4 separate regions of the Mus musculus genome follow, and all the other regions are linked to region 2. The links are chromatin contacts, called in public HiCAR-type, HiChIP or PLAC-seq and promoter capture Hi-C maps. All regions are on one chromosome and are shown on one strand. Each heading gives the region's core, a stretch centred on a gene start, on an enhancer-like site or on the middle of the called end of the contact. The rest is flanking DNA. Distances are from core to core; before and after follow the strand shown.

Evidence for each region. Promoter capture Hi-C pulls out the DNA fragments that hold promoters and counts their contacts. HiCAR-type assays count read pairs that join an accessible place to other places. HiChIP or PLAC-seq counts read pairs in DNA pulled down with a chosen protein or histone mark.
Region 1: a HiCAR-type map of astrocytes shows a contact between it and region 2, with 11 times the contacts expected there. The contact joins the promoter of Sin3b here to the promoter of Hmgxb4 in region 2. A contact is called at or near these places in 12 of 39 promoter capture datasets (the 3T3-L1 cell line, the C10 cell line, the HPC-7 cell line and 9 more), 1 of 484 Hi-C or Micro-C datasets (B cells), 17 of 115 datasets of contacts at active chromatin or transcription factors (astrocytes, craniofacial prominence, differentiating embryonic stem cells and 12 more) and 4 of 9 other capture datasets (adipose tissue, embryonic stem cells, liver and 1 more).
Region 3: a promoter capture Hi-C map of embryonic stem cells shows a contact between it and region 2, with 8 times the contacts expected there. The contact joins the enhancer-like site here to the promoter of Hmgxb4 in region 2. A contact is called at or near these places in 12 of 39 promoter capture datasets (the 3T3-L1 cell line, the C10 cell line, the HPC-7 cell line and 7 more), 1 of 484 Hi-C or Micro-C datasets (cortical neurons) and 8 of 115 datasets of contacts at active chromatin or transcription factors (astrocytes, embryonic forebrain, embryonic stem cells and 3 more).
Region 4: an H3K27ac HiChIP or PLAC-seq map of embryonic stem cells shows a contact between it and region 2, with 21 times the contacts expected there. The contact joins the enhancer-like site here to the promoter of Hmgxb4 in region 2. A contact is called at or near these places in 10 of 39 promoter capture datasets (the 3T3-L1 cell line, HPC-7-derived erythroid cells, cranial neural crest and 5 more), 3 of 484 Hi-C or Micro-C datasets (cerebral cortex, cortical neurons and myocytes), 9 of 115 datasets of contacts at active chromatin or transcription factors (astrocytes, embryonic forebrain, embryonic stem cells and 2 more) and 1 of 9 other capture datasets (embryonic stem cells).

What each region holds. Positions count from the first base shown.
Region 1 is chr8:72,721,772-72,724,544 of GRCm38.p6, reverse strand. Sin3b (transcriptional regulator, SIN3B (yeast)) reads right to left here and starts at 1,275. Exons shown (of 19, transcript NM_009188.4): 1 at 1,137-1,275; 2 at 395-501. The coding sequence starts at 1,235.
Region 2 is chr8:74,992,209-74,994,919 of GRCm38.p6, reverse strand. It overlaps Hmgxb4 (HMG box domain containing 4), which reads right to left and starts at 1,270. Exons shown (of 11, transcript NM_178017.2): 1 at 1,171-1,270.
Region 3 is chr8:72,989,104-72,992,185 of GRCm38.p6, reverse strand. All of the region lies in intron 6 of Large1 (LARGE xylosyl- and glucuronyltransferase 1), which reads left to right. Among named protein-coding and RNA genes, the nearest start is that of Mir28b, 26 kb to the left of the region's middle. Within about 2 kb of position 1,600, at least 17 of the 459 cell types and tissues checked have an H3K27ac peak or open chromatin away from gene starts, as enhancers often do. A contact at or near this core is called in embryonic stem cells, where this site is marked.
Region 4 is chr8:72,675,887-72,678,863 of GRCm38.p6, reverse strand. The region is part of intron 9 of Nwd1 (NACHT and WD repeat domain containing 1); the gene reads right to left. Among named protein-coding and RNA genes, the nearest start is that of Nwd1, 31 kb to the right of the region's middle. Within about 2 kb of position 1,378, at least 19 of the 459 cell types and tissues checked have an H3K27ac peak or open chromatin away from gene starts, as enhancers often do. A contact at or near this core is called in embryonic stem cells, where this site is marked.

The DNA.
Region 1 (2,773 bases), core at 26-2,525, 2.3 Mb after region 2:
TTTTCTGTATTTGGGCATGTACCACAGATCTCAAGGGCAGGTCAACAACTTGTAGGAGTTAATTCTCATCTCTCTAGGGCTGAAACTCGGGTGGTCAGGCTTGGTGGCTGGCACTGCTACCCTCTGGGACATCTTACCCACCCCCAAATCAACATTTTAAATAAAGACTACACCCAACACTCCCTGTTCAGGCCTCGATTCCCCAATTCCTTCACCCCTTCCAGGAATCCCATCAGTTCCTCAGAACCACCTCATCTTGCGACTGTTTTAGAAGAGATTCCCAGGGCCCTCCAATCCTGTGCATGATTAACAGCTGAGGAGACACAGTGTAGTTGGTTTGGGGGTTAGAGGGCTCAGCCCCCAGCTCCTGGGTGTACAAGGCCCTGCAGATTACCTCTGGCTTTTGAACTCCTTCATGATCTCCAGGAAGCCGTTGTAGGTGGCAGGGTCACTGCCAAAGCGGATCTTCACCTGGTCGAGGTAGGTGAGAGCGTCCTCCACCTGTGGGGAACAAGAAGGCCAGAGGTGGGCCAGGGTCGCGCGATGCAGTGACTGATGGCTGGAAGGCCAGGGATAGAAGAGGGGTGGCACGGGGCAGCAGAGGGCCGCGAGGATAACTGCGGTGTTACTGGGAGGGCCGACGTCCGACTAGAAGGACCGAGAGCCTGCGGGTAGGACCAAGAGCCTGCGGGTAGTCCCGAGAGCCTGCGGGTAGTCCCGAGGGGCCTCGAGGAGTTCCGGGTTGGACCGAGGACCGGCGGGGACGACCGAAGGGTCTCGAGGAGGACGCGAAATCCCTTGGAAGACCGAGGGGCGTAAAAGGGAAACTACGGGCCAACTAGGAGGATCGAAGGTTTTCGGGGTGCACCGAAGGGTCCCGGGGATGACAGGGATCGCAGGAATGACTGAGAGATGTCGAGAAAGACCTCTGTATCTCTGAGAAGTCCGAGGAGCGGCGGAAATGAATTGTTAGGGGGAAACCGAGGGGCTGCCGCGAAGACCGAAGGATTCCGCGGAAGGGGTGTGGGGTCCCCGGGCCCGGCTGCGCAGAGAGGAGGCCAAGGCGGGGCCGCACGGCGGGGCGCCATCCCCGCGGGGGTCCGAGTCCCCAGGAAGAGGCTAAGGACATCACTCACGTGCACCGGCAGCTTCTCGTGCCCTCCGGAGCCCGAACGACCCCAGCGGGAGCCACCGAATCCCCGGCCCGCGGAGCCTCCGCTGCCTGCATGCGCCATGTTGGAAGTCAGAGCCGCTTCTGCCCCGCCTCCGCCTGAGCCCTGGTCGCGCTTGCGCGGGCCCCGCCTCCTAGGGGGTGGAGACTCGTGGCGTCAAATAGGGGAGTGTCCACATAAGGGCCTTGCTGGACGGGGCGGGAGGTCTTTCTCAACTTATGTGCCCTGGGGGTCTGTGGCCACCTGGAAGGCCTAAAGTGTTTTTTGATTTGTTTTGTTGGAGGGAAAGAAAGTAAAGCAAAGTTGAAGAATATTTCAAAACGCATTAATTCTATAAACTTCACATTTCAGTGTGCAGGCTCGCTTGTGATCTCAGTACCGGGGAGTCTGAGAGGAGACCACTGAGAGGTCTAACCTAAACTGGGGTACATAGTTAAGACTGCATCTCTAGGGGCTGGAGAGATGGCTCAACGCTCAACGGTAAGAGCACCGACTGCTCTTCCGAAGGTCCTTAGTTCAAATCCCAGCAAATACATGGTGGCTCACAACCACTCGTAATGAGATCTGACGCCTTCTTCTGGTGCATCTGAAGACAGCTACAGTTTACTTATTTATAATCATAAGTAAGTCTTTGGGCAGGAGCGAGCAGGGTTGGCAGGAGCGAGCAGAGGTCCTAAAATTCAATTCCCAGCAGTCACATGAAGGCTCACAACCTTCACTGTAGTGTACTCAAATACATTAAATAAATAAAACTTAAAAAAAAAAAAAGAAAAAAGACTGCATCTTTAAAAAAAAAAATGACAGTTAGGTGTTGACCTTGTCTCAAAAAGAGAGAGAGGGAAAACAAGCTTAGATGTCTGTGTTGACCCAAGACCTCAATAGTGATATTTGCAAGGCTCTGGTGCTTTCTGGAACAAGTTTCTGAATGTCTATTCTGTGAGGTTGATACAGCAATGGGCTGTAGGTGAGCAGCATCCATTCAAGAGCCATGTGGACTGAATTCTTGCACTGGGTGTGTATGTGTGTGTGTGCACGTGTGTGTACATATGTGTAGGTAAACTCACTCCTGTGTGTGTGTGTGTGTGTGTGTGTGTGTGTGTGTGTGTACAGAGACCAGAGATGGGCACAATCTTTTATCACCCAGCCCTTGTGTTTTGGGGGCAGCATCTCTTACTGAACCTGTAGCTCATTGTCTTCACTTGATACAGTGGCCATGGGTCCACCTGTCTCCACAGTAGTGCTGGGGTCACAGCCCCTAGTCTGGATCCTCCTGCTTGCTTAGAGCAAGCTCTTTACCCATTAACTCCTCTCAGAGTGACATTCCTTGATTCCGTTCACAAATGTGTGCAAACCTGGATCATGGGACCTCTGCTTCCAGGCTGACCTATCCTCCGTTCCAAACACCTACATAGTGGCTCACAACTGCTTGTAACTCCAATTTCAGGAGATCTGGCACCTTCACTGACCTCTGTAGACACTAGGCACATGTGGTACACATGTGATACATGCCAATTGAATATCCATATATTCATAAAACAACTTTTAAATTTAAACAAGGTGGAAATCAGAAGAGGAAACTACTTGATGTGGACCTCTGGCCC
Region 2 (2,711 bases), core at 21-2,520:
AAGAAACACATCCAGCTGTTGGCAGATTCTGATATTTTGTTGCTACTTCTAGGATAGCACAGGTGAATTCTTACTTCAGTGGGTTTCCTTCCTTCTTGGATCTGTTGGAGTTCTTGCCACACCCTTTTCCAAGGACCCACCTATGCAGCACTCCAGCCCCTGCCAGCTTCGCAACTTGCAGAGATCTCCATAGCCAGAAAGGCGCACTGAATCTTCTCACTGCAATGCTAACTGGAACCACGACCACTGCACAGATTGGCTGATAACATACTCGGTTCCACGAGTTCAGCGATCCAAATTTTGACAAGCCATAATCAACAGGCTTTACTTTGGATGCAGTTTTTAAAAATGTATTTTGCTACGAGGGTATAGAATCAGCCAGTACTGGAAACAAGGGTGGGGTGGGTGGGTGGTAGACATATCTTGTCTGCTATATGATATAAACTAAAGTGAACCTACAAGTAGTGGTTGTGGAGGGGGAAATGGGCCTGTATGGAGATGACTCCAATTAAGAAGGCATGTTCAAACTGAGTCGCACGCAAAGAACACACACAATACGAGATCGTTTATCCATACAGTCCCCAAGACCACCGTTCCCGGGGTCCCCGCTGTGATAACCTCGGCAGGTCTGCTGCAACCGCTAGTTCAACAAAGCTCTGCGCAGCGCAGGAAGCTCCGGGCATCCTCTCCCGCTCGCCGCTCACCGCGCGCCCAGCCCTCCCGCCCGCCGGCCCGGGACCTCTCTTCCTGACAGCCCCAGGTAGCCCGCGCCCCGGCTCCCATGCCGCGCTCCGCCCGACCCGTGTTCCCACGTCCCGTCGGCCTCCGGCGCCCCGGAGCGCCCAGACAGCGGCGCAGGGGGAGGGGCGGCGCGGGCCGCGGGTCCCTGGGGCGGCCGCACGCCCCCTCCCGGCCCCGCAGCTTTCCCGCCTTCCCCGTTTGAACAGCTCCCGCCGCCTTCCTCCTGCGGCCCGCTCGAGCCCCTTCCCCGGGGCGGCTGCAGCCGCTACTCCAGTTCCCGGCTTGGCCCCCGAGCTAGGCCGCGGCGGGCCTGAAGCGCCTCCCGGACGGTGTCGGGGGGCCGGAGCGGTGGGCGGAGGCCGGGCGGGGCCGTTGCCGCCCCGGGGTGGGGGTCCGGACGGGTCTGGTGGGGGCTCCGCTCGCCGCTACCTTCACTCGGCTCGCTCGGATCCCGCCTCAGCGCCGCCGACGGCCGCCATCTTGGAGAAGGAGAGAAAAGCGCGAGCAACAAGGGCGCCTCAGTCGAGCCCAGAGCGCAGACTCCTACTGCAGCGGGGCTACCGCGCCGGCGAAAGAGCGTCGAGCGCATCGAATAAACCTGCTTGTTGAGCGCGGTCGCGGTACCGTTTGAGAATACACTCCTCCGTTGCAGGTTTAGTCTAGAAATCTCTTCTCGGTCTAAACAAATAATTTCAAAAGTCTCCTGTTTATTCTTCAATAAAAATATCTTTCTGTAAAGAAATTGCGAATAAAAAATATCAGGCAATTAGATTAATGTAGCCAAACACCTGCCCCAACCCAAAGTCTTTACAGCTCCGTAAACTTCTATGCAATTAGAACAGTCGTTCTGAAGCAATGGAGCTTGGCTTTGGATTTTATACGTTCACTGTCAGTTACAATTTTATGTACTTATCTACCACGTGCTTATACAAACCTCGAAAATTTCATGACAGACTTAAAATTAGACAATTAGCTTTGTATTCTCTTTTAGGAACTCATGGGTCCTTCTCCGCAATCTCGGTCCTTTCTGGTCACCTAATAGTAGCCCTTCTTGTTCTCCTTTTACCCCTAAATCTTTTGTATTTAAGACAGAATGTTATGCTGTTTATTTCAAGACAATCTGTTCTTTGCCGGACTCAGAGCGATAAGGGTTAATAGCCGTATTTATTTGTAATTTAGCATTTACATCTGGAGAGTAGCCCAGGTGAAGTGGAAGACCATACACTTGTAAGACAAGCTGTTTTCTCACCAAATTATTACACCGCTCACACCAATTTTTGTTTAAGTGTTAAGAGGACTGGTGAATTGGTTCAGTGGGTTAAAATATTTTACACCAAATCTCTGGGTATGTGTTTGACACCGGAAATTTACATGGTGGAAAGAGAGAACTGATTCATGCAAGTTTGACTGCCACAGGAATGTCCCCTAAAAACACACAAAATGGAAATAAATAAGTTACTCTTTCTCTAAGAAACAGGAGAAAACAGTTTCTTCTGATTTATTGAGGAGAACTCAATAAATCAATAGCATTTACAATTTCCAGAGCCTGGTTTAATATAAAGACTCTGTTTTTGTAGCATAGTGTAAGTATATAATAGCCTTCTGTGTGAACAGTGCTCACTCCATCAGGGCAACCAGAAGCTGGTGCCCTCCTCACTGAAAAGACCCAGCCTTCATCTGCTCTAGGGAGGAATTTCTCTTCTGTTTTGCTTTGTCAAAGTCACAGGAGGTAGGCAGTTTTGGCGGGAGGGATGGGTGGAGGAAGCAGCCCTGGCTGTCCTGGAACTCATTATGTAGACAAGGCTTGCCTGAAATTCACAGAAATCCTCCTGCTTCTGCCTCCTGAACACTGAGATTAAAATCATGCACTACTATTAATTCTTATATATAAATATAATTAGATCATGTTCCCTCTTTTCAACCCTTTCCATTTATTTCTCTCAAATTCATGGCCTCTATTTCTTTAACTG
Region 3 (3,082 bases), core at 351-2,850, 2.0 Mb after region 2:
TACCAGTTCCAGGAAAGAAACCATGAGGATGTGAGATCCCTGAGTGCTGTTGCCAGTAGTGAGTATGGAGTGCCAGCCAAAAACCTTCTATCAAAGTTGATGTATCCTCTATCACCTCTCTTCTGCCCACACCCCATAACTTCCACTAGCCACTGCTCATCAAATCCAGATGAATGTCTCAAGGATGTGGCTCCTTCTCAGCAGGTAGGGAAGCCCTATCTCTCTCAGCAACTTCTGTTCTTTCCCTGTCCGAAGAACACCACCTCTCACCAGCCCTCTCCTGTTCTCTGCTTTTGAAGTATCAGCAATAAACTTTTACAGATGGTGACAAGAAAAGCCTCATTAGCTTTGTCCCTGACTCAGAGAGTAGCTCTAATCCACTGACCTTCTGAATCACGCCCTTTAATGTATCATTCCCAATACAAAGCCTCTCAAATAGTACTGAAACTGCTTTGAAGTGTCACAGCCTCCCCACAGTCTGAGCTCCTCTTTGTATTCTAGATCCATCTAGAAAGGATTCTGGACTGGGCCAGGAGGTATCTCCTCAACCCAGAAAGCTTCCAGAAATCTCTCCCTTGTTCCAGTAATGAGAGTTTGGGTTTGTCCCCATGCTTATACCTGGACTTCCAACAGATCTAGATCTAGGGAGGTCACAATTTGTCCTAGTCAGTGTTCTGCTGCTAAGAAGAGACACCATGGTGATGACAACTCTTATAAAGGAAAGCATTTCATTTGTAGCTTGCTTACATTCAGAGGTTTATTCCATTATCATTATGGTGGTAAGTATACCAGCACACAGTTAGACATGGTGCCGGAGAGATAGCCAAGAGTTCCACATTCAGATTGGCAAGCAGAAGGAAGAGAGAGACTATTGCACTGCTGTGGTAAATCTCCTCCCAAATAAGCCCCAGCAAATGAAAACACAACAAAGTTAATATGATTATATGTTGTGCACCTAGATTGGGCAGATCTACCGCTACACTACCATCTTCCACATCTATGAGACCCCTTAGAACTTGAGGTTTCTCCAGGCCATGCACTTCTACTCAGCTCTTCTTCTTTCTTCTTCTCTTCCTCTTCCTCCTCCTCCTCCTTCTCCTCTTCTTCTTCTTCTTCTTCTTCTTCTTCTTCTTCTTCTTCTTCTTCTTCTTCTTCTTCTTCTTCTTCTTCTTCTCCTCCTTCTCCTTCTCCTTCTCCTTCTCCTTCTCCTCCTTCTCCTTCTCCTTCTCCTTCTCCTTCTCCTTCTCCTCCTCCTCCTCCTCCTCCTCCTCCTCCTCCTCCTCCTCCTCTTCTTCCTTCTCCTTTTTCTTCTTCCTCCTCCTCCTCTGCATCCCCACCCTCTTCTCTCTTACACCTTCTCTTCCACTGCCCTTTTATCTGCCCAATCAGCAGCTCTCTATTTTACAAATTAAGGTGGGAAGCAGGTTTACAGGAAATCACCGGAGTGCTGACTCACTCCTTGTTCACAACCACTCACTGGAGAACTGAATTAACATCAAATATAATTAGCCCCAGGGCTATCCACAACAAGAGACAATGGATCTGGCTGGAGCATTTGAAACCTCAAAGTCTACATCTCAATGGCATGCTTCCTCTAACAAAGACACACTCACCCAAACAATGACACACCTCTAAATAATGCCAACCATTGAAATATATGAGTCTATGGGAACCGTTCCTATTCAAACCACCACACAATTCTTTTCACCTTTAGCTATGAATTTTTATTAAGCCATACTTGACTTCCATGTGAACCAGGAGTAAATTAATAATACCTCATCCTATTAACATGCAGCGCACCACTTATTAGATAAATGTTATCATGTATATTGCTTTTTAAATCTAACAGTTAAATAAGTAAAGGCACTTATTTGATCATTCTCGTTTTCTAAAGTGTGTGTGTGTGTGTGTGTGTGTGTGTGTGTGTGTGTGTGTGTGTTTAATGTGATGGCAAGTACATATCAGAGGATAACCTCAGGTGTCTGTTTTCACCCTTCATCTTGAATTACAGGTTTACACTACAGTGCTCAACTTTTACATTGACTCTTGGTCTCATTTGTGCAACAAGCACTTTTGTGCACTGAGCCATCTAGCCAACCCTTTCCTCATTTTTCTCAGTGATAATACAGAAACTCAAAGATGTTAAGTAGCTAGCAAGAAATCGTCGGTTACAAGAAGGAATCTCTGGTTTGAATCAGGCGAGTGGGCACACAGTGAGCCCTCGCCTGCCTTGGAAACCAAGAAACTCTGAACCCTGTTTTTCTTTTTCTTTGACAAACGTGCTAGGATTCTTATAGCAAATGATCTCCTGTAAGAGGCAAGGCCTCTCCCTTGCTGCCATTGTCCTCATAATGGCCCTTAAAGCATTGGACAGGAAACATAAGGGCTTTTGGAAGCTTGAGATGAAAGAAGTGCTTTGTTCATTCTCCTGCTTTCTAAAATTATTCCAAGGCAAATTGTGTTTTATAGGATATATCACTTAGTTAACAAAACTGCAAGCTAGACTCGATAGTATCCAGTGTGAACAGATCCTATTCTACCATGCGACTCCTGAGTGTAAGAGAGAAATGTCTAATCAGACTTGCTTTTTTTACCTCTTACACGTGTATTATACATATGGTTTATAAACTCTTTTTTGGTTGCAGGTGATTTCTATTTCTCCAGGAGAAATAGGCTTCTCTTTCACATCTGGAAAAAGAAGAAATGGTTGTTTAGGCTATATCTTCTCAGTTACATTATCTATTTCCTCACCAATCAGTATATGTAAATAAATAAATGTAGGTTATATGGTAAACCTTTTTCAAAGAGGATGCATATTTTCAACATATTCTAACAATTAGCCCATTACTAATACCTTTCTCAAATTGGCAGCTACATTCAAAACAGTAAGCCCTGGACTTCATGGTCCACTCTGACCTTCAAATTCCACCCGGCTACCAAGTGCTACCATTGTCATAAGCAGGGGAATAACTTAGATATCTATCATCCCAATAGCCCTTAAAACCACATGAGTCTGTTTTATAGTCAGTTTTATTTTTAAAAGAGAACAACCCTTACTATTCTCCTTTACGTATAAACAATA
Region 4 (2,977 bases), core at 129-2,628, 2.3 Mb after region 2:
CCAGGCATACACATCAAACACATCACACACATACACCAGACACACCCATCATATAACATACACTAAACATATCACACACACATAGACAAACACATATCAGATATATACAAACACATACACAAGACATACCCATCAGACACACATACCATACACACACCATATACATACCAGGCACACACTACACACATACACTACACACAAACAATACATACACCAGACACACTACATACATACATACATACATACATACATACACACACATGCATATATACACACCACACACACATACACACACATCAGACAAATATGGGGGACAAAGATATCCACAGGACACACCTAGCTGACATACTGACACCTATTTGAAATACACATAGAACACACCCAGAGGTTTACCAAACTCTAAGATTACCAATTTATCTTTGAATTGTTTGACAGTTTAATTCTTTACATTACATTTTGTTTTTGTTTTTGTTCTTAGTTTGTGTGCCTGTGTGGCAGTCAATGGAGGACCTGTGGGAATCACTTCTCTATTCCCAGCACTTAGGTCCCAGGACTGAACTCAGGTCCTCAGGCTTGCCACAAGAACCTTTATGTAATGAGCCATGTACTTTTTGAGATCAAGCCTCTCGTTGAGCCTGTCTCACATATTCAGCTAGACTGGGATCTGCCTGACTGTACCCCTGGGTTTGCAGGTGCATGCTGGTGAACTGAGCTCTTAAGTGGGGCTAGGGATTTGAACTCAGGTCCTCATGCTTGTACAAAGAACACTTTTATTAACTGAGCCATGGCACAGGACCTACCTTTTCCCCATTCGTTTAATTTTCCTTTTCCTCCCTCCCTCCCTCCACCCCTCCATCCCTCTCTCCTTACTTTCTCTTTTGTCAGTGTGTCTTATGTATCTGAGGCAGACCTTGAACACCTGATCTTCCTCCATGCATCTTGTCACCTGTTGAGTCAGGTGAGAGGCTAGGATGTCTCTGGGAACTGCCAATGTTGGGGTTCTAGCCTGGGACTCCAGCACCAATCTCCACTCCCCACTCCAAATTTACTTTTAAATAAAATCTTGGGGCAGACAAAATGGCTTCACAGACAAAGGTGATTGCCATTCACCAGGGCCACAAGATAAGAGAGAAATGAAACCTCTGATCTCCACATGTGTACTGGGGTACACACATACTCCCACAGAATAAAAAATAAATGCACTTAAGTAGATAAGAAATAGCACATGAAACAAGATACCATCCGGAACACGAACTGACAAACAGGAGAGCTCCTCAAGCCCAGAAGGGGTAGTTGTCATAAAGCTGCACATGATGGCTCACACCTGTGCTTCGACCACTCCAGTGCACTCTGCTTTACCTACCGGCCTAAAGCCTGAAAGCAGTCCTGAGGCAAAGAATTTCACAGAAACAGCCTCCTGGAACCTTGGCATTCCCATAGCCTGTTTATTCAAAGCCTGTCCCCACGTTAGTCTGGTGTTTGGATCCATGTGCTCTCTTTCAGAATTGTTTTCTTATAAGTGCCTTTAAGGTTTGATTTTGACATAGCTAAGCCTCCACCAGTGTTCCAATGGTTCCTAGAAAATCCTTGAAGCCGACCCTGAGCTTGGAATTCACTAAGAATGTTACCTATTCAGTAACACTTAAATTCACTTCTAGTAGAGACTGTGATACTAATTAGGCATTACAAAGTACAGAACTAGGAAAGCTCAGGGCTAGTCTGCATAGTAATTACTTAGGACAATAGCTGAGTCACACCCAAACACAGGAATACACAATGGCCTAGCAAATAGGTGGATTGTCACATGAAAGAGTTAGTGGAAGGGAATTCCCCTGGTACAGGTTTCTTCACTAGGTCCAGAGGAATAGCGTAATCAGGTATTTACTAAAGAACCCCTGGTGGTGAGTTTAACAATAGACTAGCATTGCATCAGAGCATTCACCTGGCTCCATTTTAAGTGGTAAATGTGGCCTGGTCCCCGCCAACTTTTTATGTATGCATTCTTATTTGTTTTGTGTCAATGTAACTTGGTGGATGTGTTCACCTGGCTTTTTTTGTTTTTCTTCTGTATAAAAAAGTCTGGTGTTCGTTTGGACAATGCATTCAGATTCAACACACTCCCTTGTGTCGTGTCTGTTTGTCACCCCATTCTCACCAACTCCTTGCCCACCTGCAACCAGAAATTCGTTCCCCACAGATAGGAGACCCAATAGAGGTTAGACTGCGGCACACCTGTTACCACAAGACTGAGGCAGGAGTATTGTGGCTTTGAGGCCAGTTTGAGTTACACACTGAGACTCTGTCTTGAAGGAAGGAAGGAGAATCTTCATAGAACATTTGCCTTTCTCCTTTGTGTGTACACATGTGTGTGCATATGTGTGTGGTTTGTTCAAGTAGGGTCTCACACCATAGCTCAGGCTATGTAATCCAGGCTAGCATTGAACTTGCAGTAGTTTTCCAGCCTCAGATTCCTGAGTTCTGGAAAAGCAGGTGCATCACCCCATCTACCTACAGTAATTATTCTGTATGTGTTGTATTCATATGTGCACTCTCATATGCATGCTCCATGTATGCATGTATGCATGTTTGTGTGTGTGCATGCTTGTATGTGCCTTGTGTGTGTGCATGTTCAAGTGTGCATTCACATGCCTGTATGTGTACATCCTCATGTGTTCATATTCATATACTCATGTATGTGCATGCTCACATGTATGTGCTGTCAGTGGTCACCATAAGGTATTTTTTTTTCATCCACTCTCCACTTTGGTAAGAGGGCCTCACTGACCTTGGATCTCACAAGTTCAGCTGTACTAACTGGCCAGCAGATCCTCTGATCCTCCTGCCTCTACCCCACACAGAGCATGGGAGACGTACAGCACCACAATGGCTTCTTACATGCACACTGGGGATCTAAGGGCAAGTCAGCCCACTTTCATAGCAAGCACATTGTTAACTGAGTCATCTTCCTGCAATTCTC